Regions from separate parts of the Zea mays genome. Here regions 1 and 2 are each linked to region 3. A link is a contact called in public Hi-C data. All regions are on one chromosome and are shown on one strand. The core of a region is the stretch at or near the end of the contact, and the rest is flanking DNA. Distances in the headings are between cores, read along the strand shown.

Region 1 (4,366 bases), core at 902-3,401, 150 kb before region 3:
ATTGACAAATAACTTACGATAGAGCAATATTATCGTGTGATTTACTTTTGTCAGACCACAGAAGTATGTTCTGGAGATAAGAACAGAAAACTCATCCATCACATGTAAGTTTATTTTTATAAATATAACGGTTCTATCTTATTTAGTGACAAACAGAATATTACAGATATATAGAATGAGACAAAAAAAATTTCTTGCTTCTATCACGTCTTCCACAGTTCTCGTTCATCCATTAATAATATGAAGATGATCGCAGTAAGGGTAACCCTATGCTACCAACATCATTAAACTTAAGTGAAGCACAAAGGGCCATATGGGAGGTAAAGGTGATCAGCCACACAGATGCCAATCGGTGGTGTAGTATAAGGTACAGTATTAAGAATTTGAATCAAAATTTTAAAATATAGTATATCAGGATGAAAAGGTGAAACTATCTGATATCGAGAAAGTTTCGTTCATAATAGCATAAAAGTAGAAATAGTGGCTGCGGCGCATCAAGGGTCAACCTTGATAAGGAACTATGTTTGAATACATAGCATATATTTCATACAGAACAAAAGTTGTAATCATACCATCTAAGCAGTAAGACAAGGAAAGTCATAGATTAAACTTGATGGTCAGATATGCTTGAGTGAGAACTGAGAGCATATATAAACATGATGGCAAGATCTTGCCAGAGTTGTACTGCTAAAACTTGGATATCCAAAATTGAAAAAAAAAAGAAGTGAAAGCCCAAAATGTAATGTAGTAATCCAGCTGGATTCACTGACATGCACATGTAAACCATTCATTGAACAAATTCCTAGTACACACGGCCCATTGTTACAATGATGCACAATGTTGCAAGCAAAATGCAACTAAATAACAGATATTGCACCATCAATCATTTAGACTGTATAACTAGTATTCCACTTATATGGGTATGATAATACCCAAGGCAAAAAAGATAAATTCTGATCATTTCAGTGCAAACCAAATCACCTGATATGAAATACCACATCCACATTTAAAAAGTACAAGCACATTTATTTTTCAGTTATTTCTAGCTCATAGACATTGGACCTATGACGTTTTTGCTCTGATGCAATCTACAATAATTGACCTGATGTGATATGTTATGCATTGAAGTGAATACTTTGTAGACACAGTCAAGTCCTAGCATTAGCTCACCGCGAGAGTATCAGCCATTCCAGACTCCAGGAGCTCCTCCCGGGTAGCCTGCCTGGCATTGGGCGCAGATATCCTCTTGAGCTCACTCTTGACGTTGTTGAGGTCAGATTTATACTCCCTCAGCTTTGCAAGCAAACCAGCCTTAATGCTAGGCTGTAGGCTCCTTGCCTCCAGGTCCATCTTCCGAATCTGCAGACACAAAACAAAAACATAAAATTACTTTCCCCCAACCCCCAAATTGAAGACTAAGGCACATAAACATCTCGCAACTCCGTCGGAACACCAAAACTGCACCGACGGAAACGAAAAATCCCTAATCTCTGCTTTTCTACCCATTCCCCAAATGTCCTATATCCCGGGGATCCCCAAAACAGAACGCGTCGCGGCATCTATTTACCAGCGATTCAGCTTCCTCAACGCCGGACTGGATCTCGGAGAGCTTCTGCTTCTTCCTCTCTGCGGATAGACCCACCGAAATCAGACCAAAAACAAACGATCAACAAAAGCAGGTGCTCCCCCAGCGGAATCACAGAGGAGGAATCGTATTAACCATGGGAATCATGCTCACCTCCATCGAGGGCGGATGCAGCCGTGCACTTGCGGGAGAGCGAGGCGGAGGCCTCGCAGTACTGCCGCTCGTAGCCCTCGAACACCTCGCTCATGGCTGATGGCTGCTGCCCGCGGCTGGCCTAGATCTCCTCAAATCCCGTTAGCTTGATCGCCCCAAGCGAGAACGATCCGACAGCGGCGAGTTCGACGGGTACTCGATCCGACAGCGGCGAGTTCGACGGGTACTCGATCCGCGTGGCTCGGCGACGGGAAATCTGGAGGGTCGGGTCAGGATTGCCGTGCCCAAATGCAGAAGAGATTAGCACATTGCCGCTGTTTGTTTGTTTCTAGAGACTGCTTGGTAGGCCCGGGAGGTGAGTTGCTGTCGTGGGAGGCCTATCTACTATCTGGTCTTGCTGGACGTATATGTTCATATGCACTTGTGCTAGAGGTACCAACCACGTAGCAGGGAAAAATATATTATCATCATGTGCACGGTGATTGCAGCATCAAGTTGCTCGCACGTCCTTTTGCTGCCGCTCAATTTACATCAACTGATCGCTGAGACCAGACACCCCAAATGGCCACTGCAAACAATGCCTGCGCTCCTCGTGTTTCTCGCAGACGCTGACGCAGCCGCAACTGGACGCAATTTGATGCGCCAGGACCAGGGTACGTCCTCTGAAGGAACGCTCCTGAATTATTGGTGCCGACATGATGCAAGAGTCTGCAAGCAAAAAAAAAACAAGGGGGAGATCACGTCCTGAGCTGGACTGATGCATGCGCTGTTTCTGTTTGCACGCGCGCAGGGCTCACGTGGAAAACGAAGGCGGAATGGGACTTCCTGCACTCCTACTGCGCCATTGCTCCTTTGATGCAGGCCAGGCCGGGCCGGGCAGAGCAGCTGGCAGCGAGATGGAGTGGAGTGGGCGCCTGGTGCCCTTGCTGTCCCTTCATGTGCTAAAACGTTGCTAGCCTGAAGTAGTTTATTGACCCAACTACCCAAGGCTACTTTTGTCCTATAGTTATTGACCCAATGCTATCTATGTACGTGCATACATACTACTGTCTTCAATGTGATCTCCATGGTGAAACTTGTTTGCAGTCTTTATAAACAATTCAAGGTGCGCTATTTAGTGTTTACTACTCATGCCAGTCTTATGGTGAGTTGTCTATTACTGTCTTCAACACTGCACGTTGTATAGAATGAAATAAAACATAGATGAAACACTGGGTTTAAATAGAAAGTTTTATTCCGTAACTTTATAGTAAATACTTAATTCTATAACACGGAGAGCTGGTACATCATGTCAAAAGAATTTCATCTCCATAGAACTCACTTCTCTCTATCTTACTAAACCTTTGTCAAATTATTAAAAGCACTTATATATATGACAGCTTATTTAATACAAATGGGACGCTAATGGAACTCTACTAAAGGCGCACTGCATATGAACCGACTTTCTGTTGGAGCATATTGTCCCATGTTTCATGAGTGGCTAATTCTTGTAGGCTAACCGTTTTGTTTATGATGTATCAAACTATAACATCATGGCATTAAGATTTAAGTTGTTTGTTCGAGAATTGGTTGAAGTGATTTAAGACGTTGACAACCACGAGCATAGGGAGGATCTCAAGGGGGGCTCCAGACCCCCTACGTGCATGAAACTTCATTAGATATATGGGTGGAGTATAAACGAGAAAGGAGAAGAAGGAAGAAAAATAAGTCTCTGTTCCATTGGAGGAAGAGGTAGATGGTAGAGTAGAAGAGAGAAGGAAGAAGAAGAGAGAAAATTAATCCTACTAGCTTGTGATGTCTTCATCACTGATCACCATGAAATTAGCCTCCCTCCCTAGTCCATTCCAGGAAATTAGCTTGTTGAACGACGACAGATGATGATGGAAACTCTAGTTCTCCTCATTTTCTCTCCTCCCCCTTTCTTCCACCCCTTCTTTCCAGGCGGTGTGTAGGATAGAGCCTTGCTCCTTAATAAGAGAAGGCATGGAGAAAGGAGAAGATTGCACCTATAAATTTAATTAACATAAAATATACGACATAACAGTAAGAAAACTAAAATTTAGACACTTGAAATTTAGCGAGACTTATACTTAATGGCACAAATTTGATTATTGGTATTCACTATTTAATGACGAACTCTAGTTTATGTATAGCTAATTAGGTCGTGTCCAGTAGTTTACCCACATAGTCATTAAAACACTATTTTATATTGTTTTTGCACTGTTTGTAGGCTGAAGTTTAAATATTGTTATAAAAATGGGTAGAGTGCTTGAGATAGTCTTAGTCGTCTTATTATTACTAATGAGGTTGCTTCCATTTCATTGCCACATTTCCCGATGCTAGTTTGACTCATGCAGCAATTACCAACTTGGTTACGACTTTCTACTTCCTCTACTTCATAATTTCCTCCGTGCTAGTTTTGCCATTCAATCACATGGAAACATGAATGAAGCCATGGTGCAAATAATTCCACGGGCGCGAGATCAAAATAAGCACGTTTTCCCTTACCTGGTGGTGCACAATAGGGTTAGAAAAAACTCAAGGCTCGCTCAGAGTCGGCTCGGTTTAGAGAAGCTCGCGAGCTTGAGCCGAGCCTAATTTCATGGCTCACTCAAATAGCGAGTCAAG
Region 2 (4,233 bases), core at 361-2,860, 130 kb before region 3:
AAATATAAAACTAGTAGAAGGTAATTTAGCGCCTGGATTTGCTTTGTCTCCTCGGTTGCAGTGATTGTTTGGCCACAAAACTTGTAATAAACAAGTATTCTCTATGTTCTTTTCTATTTATCGTGGTTTATTTCAAAAATAAACTAATCGAACGACAAATATTCAAGAACATATGTAGCAGTTGGAGGTAGTAATTGACTAAATTTTAATCCACAAAAATCTAAATAGACAGACTAATTATTCGTCCATTAATCTACAAATAAGAATCAATATGACTAGTTGCTACTACCACAGATTATCAAAAGCTATAACGTTTCAAGTTCCTGGTTCCACCTGAATCCACATTTATATCTAGGACGTTTCCAAGCGTGTCACTGTCATCACCAAAGCTCTCGTGCGTGAAGACATAGTTCCACTGAAGTTGAACTACGGCGTCTAGATGAAGTGTTCTTAGAGTTTAAGTAGCTTAATTAGTTTTCACACGAGTATGGGTCAGTAACTGAACGTAATGTTTAGCCACCATGGATGTGAATGGGTGTTCATGTTAGAGCTGTGGGACAAGTTTAGTTTGTGACATTTGCATTCATTTCATACCTTGAAACTCGACTGGATGAAGATATTAAGGTTAGGAATTGGAAACTGGAATCATGATTTTCAAATTTTGATGTTTGGTTGTCTAATAAATTTAGAGTTGAAACTAAAGTTCAAATTCTCGGTATTAAACTATAACTACACAATTACCTTTCACAATTCAGAATCTAGACCCTCGCTCTGTATTAGCTATAAATGCAATTCCAATTATATCCAAACAACATATCTGTATTGTAACCCATTTTCAATACTAGACAGATTTAGTATTAAATCTAATTCAATTTTAACATCTCTAATATCTATATACACAAACCCTGAGTGATCTACTTTTAATTTGTAGGGATGGGTTAGTCTATTTCTTTAGTTCAGTGACCTATATTCATATGTATAGGTAATGCAGTATTTTTTAGCGCTGTTAATTTTGATCGAGACAAATATTCATTCTTTGCACTATAATTTATATATCTCCAGTGTCTTGTACATAATGAACCATTAAATAATTATTGATCGGTATATTGATTAATTCTAATTGATTATCAACAAAGTACCCGTTTGGTAGGCATGAGATTTTAGCTTCGGGTAACGTCCCCTATCTCGTATTATCAAGGTGTAGCTGGATACTCAGATTTTGAGTCTAGAATCTACATAAAAATGAGACATGTTTGGTATAATATGAGATTTCTGTACTAGATTTTAAGAATCTGAACAAACCAAACAAGCCATAGGAAGTACTGGACCTATATATATGAATAAACATGTTCCAAAATAGCTCATAAAATACAATCTCTTAGTTCGGTACTTTTGTGCAATTGATAAAGAGATTTTACCTTATTGCACAAGTAATAAACGAATACTAGATGATATTATATGCTCTGTAGCTTTTTTTAGATTATCAAGAGTGCCGCCGCCAAATAAAATTACCCTCCTATTTAAAATCTTGAGTGCAGGACACCATTACAGTTAGCAGTAAGCACACACGTGGCCTAGTTTGACCTTTTGTGCTAAAACGTGCACATCAAAAGGAATTTCTCCTCGCAACAAGAAACTAAAGATTCCCGGGGCGCACACGTCGTACGCTAGATGTCTTTTTCTACTATGCCTCTGTCTCACCGGCACGATGTTTGTCAACAAAGACGTGTCACGTGTGGCAGTCCACGAATGAAACTACCGATTCCTGTTATAAGGTATCCTCAGTTGCTATAACATAAACAAAATTTTGCTAGAAACAATTTTTTGTTTTAATCATGTTTATAATTTGACTAGTCGTTAGCCATTCTTATATGGAGAGTTTTGGATCCTAATCTACCATATATTTTAAAATTAAAACGAAGTATTTATATAGACGTTATCCTAGTGTAGACCCCACCCCCCATTTTGATTTGAGAGAATGATCCCCTCTGATGGAAGGATGGAAGAGTACTGGTGGTATCGTTAGTTCTAGCTAGCTCTTCTCATAAAACAACTAAGGACTTGTCAAGCACTCAGTTTTTAATAAACTGGTTTATAGAAATTGAGACGGTTTCAAATATATCAATTTATGACTTAGGGCCTGTTTGGGAGAGCTTCGTTTCAAGAATTTCATGTTTATAGTAGATTCTTCTATCCAAACAGGTCAAACTTCACGAGCTCTAGATTTAAAAAAATTTGAAACTTGAGGCCAATTTCATGAAATCTTCGAAGCTCCTTAAGGGCCTGTTTGGGAGAGCTTCATTTCAAGAATTGTAGCTTTGGTTTCCCAGCTTCACTATAAAACAACTTCAATAAATTATTAGGTGGATCCGATGAGTGTTTGGCTTAATCATAGACTTCAGCTTCTATAATATTAACGATTTATGTGAGTTTCCTTGAATACCCTCAATTATTAGTGCGATGGCTTTGTTTTTTTTTTTTAAAAAAAAGAAGCAGACTTTTGGAGAAGGGAAAGTTGCAAAGCTTGCGTAGCATGTCATAATATAACGTGAGCATTCGAGTTGGACCTGATTTCTTGTATCGCATTGCAAATCATGTACTATGTGCTGATTAGGTGTTGCGATGGTCCGTTAGCTTCTAAAGTATGTACGACACGTCATATACACGGTGATTGTTGTCGCTAATATGCACGGTGATTGTTGTAAACAAGATAGCATTCTAATATAAAATAATACACACCAATATAACGATAACTTGTAATATTGTCAAGTCTTCATGGAAACATTTACAATGTATATGAATGTATGTAAAATTTGAATATGGTACAAATTAGATTCTCAGTTTTTTAAAAATCAAGAAGTTGAACTCTCCTAACTAAAAAATAAAAAGTGGTTTATTAAAAACTAGGTTGCTTTCAAACATATCTTAACACTTGTACTCTCCATGTTAAAATAGCCCCTTCCATTTCCAACGAAAACTAGGTATATAAACTAGTAATGGATGCACGAAGAAGTTACAAGTATTGTAGAGACGTTCTTGCGTTGTTCTATGCAATTTTCGCGGTGTGCAAGGAAAGCAAGAAGTTGATATAGCCAAAGGTTTGAATATTTTTCTCTCTCTCTCAGGGCACAGTAGTCCTCCTTTTCCAGCCGGGAGAGGAGGTCGGCATTGGCGCCAAGAAGATGGTGGAGGCGGGCGCCGTGGAGAACGTCGAGGCCATATTCGGGTTCCACGTCACCGTAATGCTCCCTACCGGCGTGGTGGGCTCTAGGGCCGGCCCGTTGCTGGCCGGGTGCGGGTTCTTCGAGGCGGTGATCACCGGGGCCGGTGGCCACGCCGCCACCCCCCACAACATCGTCGACCCCGTGGTGGCAGCCTCCAGCGTCGTCCTCAGCTTGCAGAGCCTCGTCTCGCGGGAGGCGGACCCGCTGGACTCGCAGGTGGTAACAGTGACGAGGTTCCAGGGCGGCGGCGCGTTCAACGTGATCCCGGACTCCGTGGCGATCGGCGGCACGTTTCGGTGCTTCTCCAGCGATGGCTTCATGCGGCTGAAGCGTCGCATCGAGGAGGTGATCGTTTCGCAATCCGCGGTGCACCGATGCGCCGCGTCCGTGGACTTCGGCGCCGGTGGGAGCCCCCTGCTGCCCCCGACCGTGAACGCCGCCTCGCTGCACGCGCACTTCGAGGCCGTCGCCGCCGAGACGGTGGGCGCGAGCGCCGTCCGGGCCGCCATGGCGCCGTGCATGGGTAGCGAGGACTTTGCGTCCTTCTCGGAGGCCGTCCCAGCCTCGCACTTCTACTTTGTTGGGATACGGAACGAGGGGATCGGGGCCGTGCACGCCGCACACTCCCCGCACTTCCTCGTCGACGACGACGCGCTTCCGTACGGCGCCGCAATGCACGCCAACCTCGCCATCGGGTACCTGCGGAACCGCGCGGCAGCCAACGACGGGCCCGTCGTCGCCCCCCACGACGAGCTTTAGGTTCACTGCAGCTTTTTCACGAGCGACCTACGATTGTGCGGCGGCTTGCAGTCACACACGTCGGGATCCCATCGTTGGACTGATCTTGCCGTCCAATGCGCATAACGATTGCGTGGCTGAGTGGCTCTGATCACGAAACAAGTGAAACTGCACGCATTTAATTCTAAGGGGCATAACAAAATCAAATAATTATAATTAGAGTCCGTTTGGCACAACTTTAGCTCCTGATTCTAGACGAGGATTCGGAGGA
Region 3 (4,331 bases), core at 851-3,350:
GTACCATTTTTGTGTCGAGCTGGCCCGAGCATGACCCAAGGTGGGTGTGCCTGGTTGTGCGTCCCATTGAGCTGAAATTCGTAACACGACCTAATCCACTCTACGTGTCATGCTAGCCCGAATTAAGAAACATTGTGTTGGACTGGACTTCGTGCCTTTATTTTCGGGCCGTGCTCGGGCTGGTTCGTTCGGCACTGTCCAAACTTGCCAGACTAGTTTAGGCTAGCACGCGGCTTCATGGTGTACCGATTCTTAGGGTTGTTTGGTTTCTACGGACTAATTTTTAGTCCCTTCATTTTATTCTATTTTAGTTTATAAATTGCCGGATACGAAAACTAAAATAGTTTTAGTTTCCATATTTAGCAATTTAGGGACTAAAACGTAATAAAATAGAGCGACTAAAAATTAGTTCCTATAAACGGTTTCTAGGGACTAATTGTTAGTCCCTCCATTTTATTCCATTTTACTCTCTAAATTGCTAAAACGGAAACTAAAACAGACATATTTAGTAATTTCAGGATTAAAATGGAGGCACTAAAAATTAGTCCCTAGAAACCAAACACCCTCTTAGAGCCCGTTTGGTTTCTTTAGTCCAGGGATTAAATTTTAGTTAGGAGACTAAAGTTTAGCCTCTACCCTGTTTTGTTCTATAGACTGAAAGTATTCAAAAACATTAAATGAACATAAGAGGACCAAATATTTCTTAGTATTCTTCCGTCATTAGTGCAAATGAAATAATGGAGAGACAAAAGGTGAAATTAATATGGTTTAGTCTTTTTTAGTCACTCCTTGAGTGACTAGAGACTAAAACAGTTTAGTTCATGTTTTAGTTCCACCGTTTGATAATTTATATATTAATGGGGTGTTTGAATGCACTAGAGTGAATAGTTAGTTGACTAAAAATTTAGTAGTGAAATTAGCTAACTAACAAATAGCTAGCTAGCTATTAAGTAATTTACTAAAATAGCTAATAGATGAAGTATTAGCTAGGGTATTTATATGTCTTTAGATAATTTTAGTCGCTAATTATTAACTTTAGTGCATTTAAATGACCTAAATGAGACAAATAAAAAGACTAATCTTTAGTAGTGCTGCAAATAACTGTATGCAGATACGAGTCGATCTGCTTCGACGGTAGAGCAAGAGCGAAGTGCTCGTTCCGCGATTGAGGATTCGATCGAGGCGAACTGAGAGGGAGCGGGTCGCTTTTATTGCGGTGTTTGATCGCAGCTTAATTAAAACCCAGTCTGGATGTATATTATCTGATAGTCGTTGGCTAGCTATTAGTTATTATCTGATTTGATTCAGCTAGTCACTCACAAGCCGCTAGTGAGAAAGTCCGTGACTAGACTAGCCACAAAGGATAAGGAATCACGTTTGCTGAGTGCAGTCTGCAGCCCAGTGAAAGATAGAACGAGAGCATTGCCGCGCTGCACAGGGAACCGCCCACCGGTGCACGTAAAAGAGAAGCGGAATGGAGAGGGATCACGTCAGAGAGCGCTGGCTGTTAGCCTGTTACAGTCTCGATGAATGGTGAGGGACAAAGCAGCAGCCTGATAACGACGAGGAGAGAGACCGTGGGAGCCGGGGGGCGCGGCAGGGCACCCCCTCGGGCCTCGGCCCTCGGTGGCGCCAAATGAAATGGACGGCACGCAACCGTCAGGTCGAAGAACCGAAGACCCCCATTGCGTTTGCGCTCCACCGCCAGCCGCACGGGCGCACGACAGCCTCATAGGTTGTCGGGTTGTCCCCGACTCCCCGTGCCGACGAAAACCGGCCTCCACATATACTCCGTTCCGTATCTTTCCGTGTGCCACTGCCACATGGTCCCAAGTACCCACGGGCACGGCTTTCAGATCACACGCCTCGTCCCTTCCGCCTCCTCTACTACAATTTTTGTTCATTTTTATTTAAAAAATCTCATCCTGTACAAAATGATACGCACGGTTCCCACGAATAGTTTCCCCCATGGCCCCCATGGGCCATGGCGAGTCGGAGTTGCACCGGTCGCCGCACGTCCGCAAGCGCTGCCTGCTCGGACACAGACAGTTGGGACGCCAACTAACCAGCCGGTCATAATAATAATTATTTTTTAAATCTTAAAAAGCAAACGAAACGAACGCGGACACCGGTCCTCATCACAGTCCGTTCCTCCCCCGCTCCCTCTCCTCCACCTCCGGCCCTCCGCCATTCCCATTCACAAAGCACGCTCCGCTTTCCTTTTGTTTATTTACTCTTCCTCCCTCCGCATCCTCCTCGCGTCGCATTCCCCCGTTTCCGCCCATGCGTGTCCGCCTCCTCGCATCCGCCGTCGTCTCGCACCTCCCCCGCGCCCCAATCTGGTCCGGGCGGAGTTAGGGATGAGGACACAAGGGGAGGGGCATGTGGAGGAGGCCACGGGGTTCGAGGTGGGCATCGTGGTGCCCAGGCTCTCCCGCGCCGCCGCGGCGGGGGCCACCGACAACTGCGTGGCGCGTCTGGTGCGGGAGCTCGAGGGCGCCGGGCTGCTCGTCGAGCGCGTCCGCGGCGTCTCCGCTGAGTTCATCAAGGTCCGTGACCCAGCACCGGCGTGCCGCTGCTGTTTTTTATTATTATTTTATCTCCTTGTCTTTTTAATTCTGTATCTGGGCTACGCACAAAGTTTGAGCGGACGCAAGCAACAAACCGGCGATACAGAAGAGCGCGAGCCCTCTATTATCTGCCTCGTTCGGAAATTGTGCAGCGCGTGCTGCTTGTTTTTTTTTCTCTCTCTCGTTCTAATGCTTGTGGCCCTGCTGTTTGAATTTAGCTAGCCGCACCAATGGGGACCCTGGGGAGAGCTGCTGCTGAGATGCATATGAAGAAGCTAACCTACATCGGTAGCTGGACTGCTGTATCTACGGAGCATTTGAATTTTGAAATGTGGTTGGTGGTGGGTGACGTGTTTCATGTTGCTCCTAATTTCGGTCTCAGGGATGGAGCTTCAGTTTCAATCGGACCAGGTTGCAGCATTCGTTAGGCAGACAGACGGTTCCCTGTTCAGCTGGAGAGAACGCTATTCCTGCTTCCGCTACTTGATATATGGCATTGTAAGTTCATGGCAGTCGGCCAGTCGCCACGTATATCTATTGATGTGATTAAAACACATTGTAGTTATGCACGCTTATTTATCACTAATGCTTCTACAATGTACATGCGGATGTATTTTTAATGTTCGCTTCTTTGGTCTGCACTATAAGACTACCAATGACATGTGTACTTCGTTTCTGTGCTGATCCAGATTTTGTCAGATCAATGCACTCCCATTCAATGTTTCTTTGCTTGATTTATGCATGACAAGTGAAGTGTATAACTAATCCACCAACTGTTTGGCTCTTTTCTAATTTGGATATCCAATATGATAGCAAGTTGGAATTGATAAATCCAGGTGAACAAGACAAACTCTGAAGTAGTCCTTAAATTTGATGATAAGGAGTTCCATTGGAAGCAAAGTGAGTCCTTATTAACAAGGCTGGAAGCTGAAGGAGTTGTAAAGCTAGTATTCCCTTTGCATGGTACACTAATCTTAATTCTATTTATGCTCATATTTGTGAAACTATTATTGTATACCAACTAACAATTCCGTTGCAGATGAAATTAAAAGGAAGCAACTCCTGAGAAATTGGGCGCTTAATTGGCTTGACTTCACATGGCAGCCTATCGATGAGATTTACTCCTATTTTGGAACAAAGGTAGAACTGTCTCCAGTGCAGCTTATATGTTCTGTACTAAATTTACGTTCCATTCTGTCTAAAGCAAGGTAATATTTTTCTACCTTCTACTTGATTAAAACTCCACCTTGAACTGCAGATTGCAACATACTTTGCGTTCCTAGGAATGTATGCGCGATGGCTTTTCTTCCCAGCTGTTTTTGGACTGGCAACTCAACTCATAGATTTTGGGTATGCATTTCGCTTGCAATGGCCTCTGTTGGAAAATTTAGTGATAAAATTTAAAAAATCTGTCTGTTCTTACTTCTAATTTTCTCCTCTGTCCTCCCCACGCTGAATCCAGATCATTGCAGTGGTTGGTTCTTCCTGGTTTCTTTATCTTTGTTATTTCTTGGGCTGTCCTCTTTCTGCAATTTTGGAAACGGAAGAATTCAGCACTTCTTGCAAGGTTATACATGATTCATATTGATCTTCCATTAACTCATATTGATCTGTAAATATCAAGCTAATTTTCTCACAACTGTTTCCTTACCTCTTTGACGCCCTTCAACAGATGGGGTATTCATTGTTCACTATCTGAATACAAAAACCTGGACAACGTCAGCTTCTTGAGTGATTCTCTTACTGTTGAGGAAAAGGAGT

The links. A called contact is a pair of places that touch in the nucleus more often than the background predicts.
Region 1: a contact with region 3 is called in a Hi-C map of leaf, with 6 times the contacts expected there. The contact joins the promoter of LOC100192626 here to the promoter of LOC103636220 in region 3. A contact is called at or near these places in 3 of 25 Hi-C or Micro-C datasets (ear, endosperm and leaf) and 1 of 3 datasets of contacts at active chromatin or transcription factors (seedling).
Region 2: a Hi-C map of leaf shows a contact between it and region 3, with 6 times the contacts expected there. The contact joins the enhancer-like site here to the promoter of LOC103636220 in region 3. A contact is called at or near these places in 2 of 25 Hi-C or Micro-C datasets (ear and leaf).

Annotation. Positions count from the first base shown.
Region 1 is chr8:158,075,375-158,079,740 of Zm-B73-REFERENCE-NAM-5.0, reverse strand. LOC100192626 reads right to left here and starts at 2,151. Exons shown (of 5, transcript NM_001137840.1): 1 at 1,739-2,151; 2 at 1,568-1,626; 3 at 1,171-1,359. The coding sequence starts at 1,832.
Region 2 is chr8:158,057,923-158,062,155 of Zm-B73-REFERENCE-NAM-5.0, reverse strand. LOC100285766 (IAA-amino acid hydrolase ILR1-like 4) reads left to right here. Exons shown (of 3, transcript NM_001413757.1): 3 at 3,126-4,233. The coding sequence ends at 3,983. Among protein-coding and RNA genes, the nearest start is that of LOC100285766, 3.7 kb to the left of the region's middle. Within about 2 kb of position 1,610, at least 2 of the 20 cell types and tissues checked have an H3K27ac peak or open chromatin away from gene starts, as enhancers often do. A contact at or near this core is called in leaf, where this site is marked.
Region 3 is chr8:157,925,642-157,929,972 of Zm-B73-REFERENCE-NAM-5.0, reverse strand. LOC103636220 (anoctamin-like protein Os01g0706700) reads left to right here and starts at 2,100. Exons shown (of 16, transcript XM_020542670.3): 1 at 2,100-2,549; 2 at 2,789-2,858; 3 at 2,953-3,068; 4 at 3,407-3,533; 5 at 3,610-3,710; 6 at 3,829-3,920; 7 at 4,033-4,137; 8 at 4,243-4,331. The coding sequence starts at 2,361.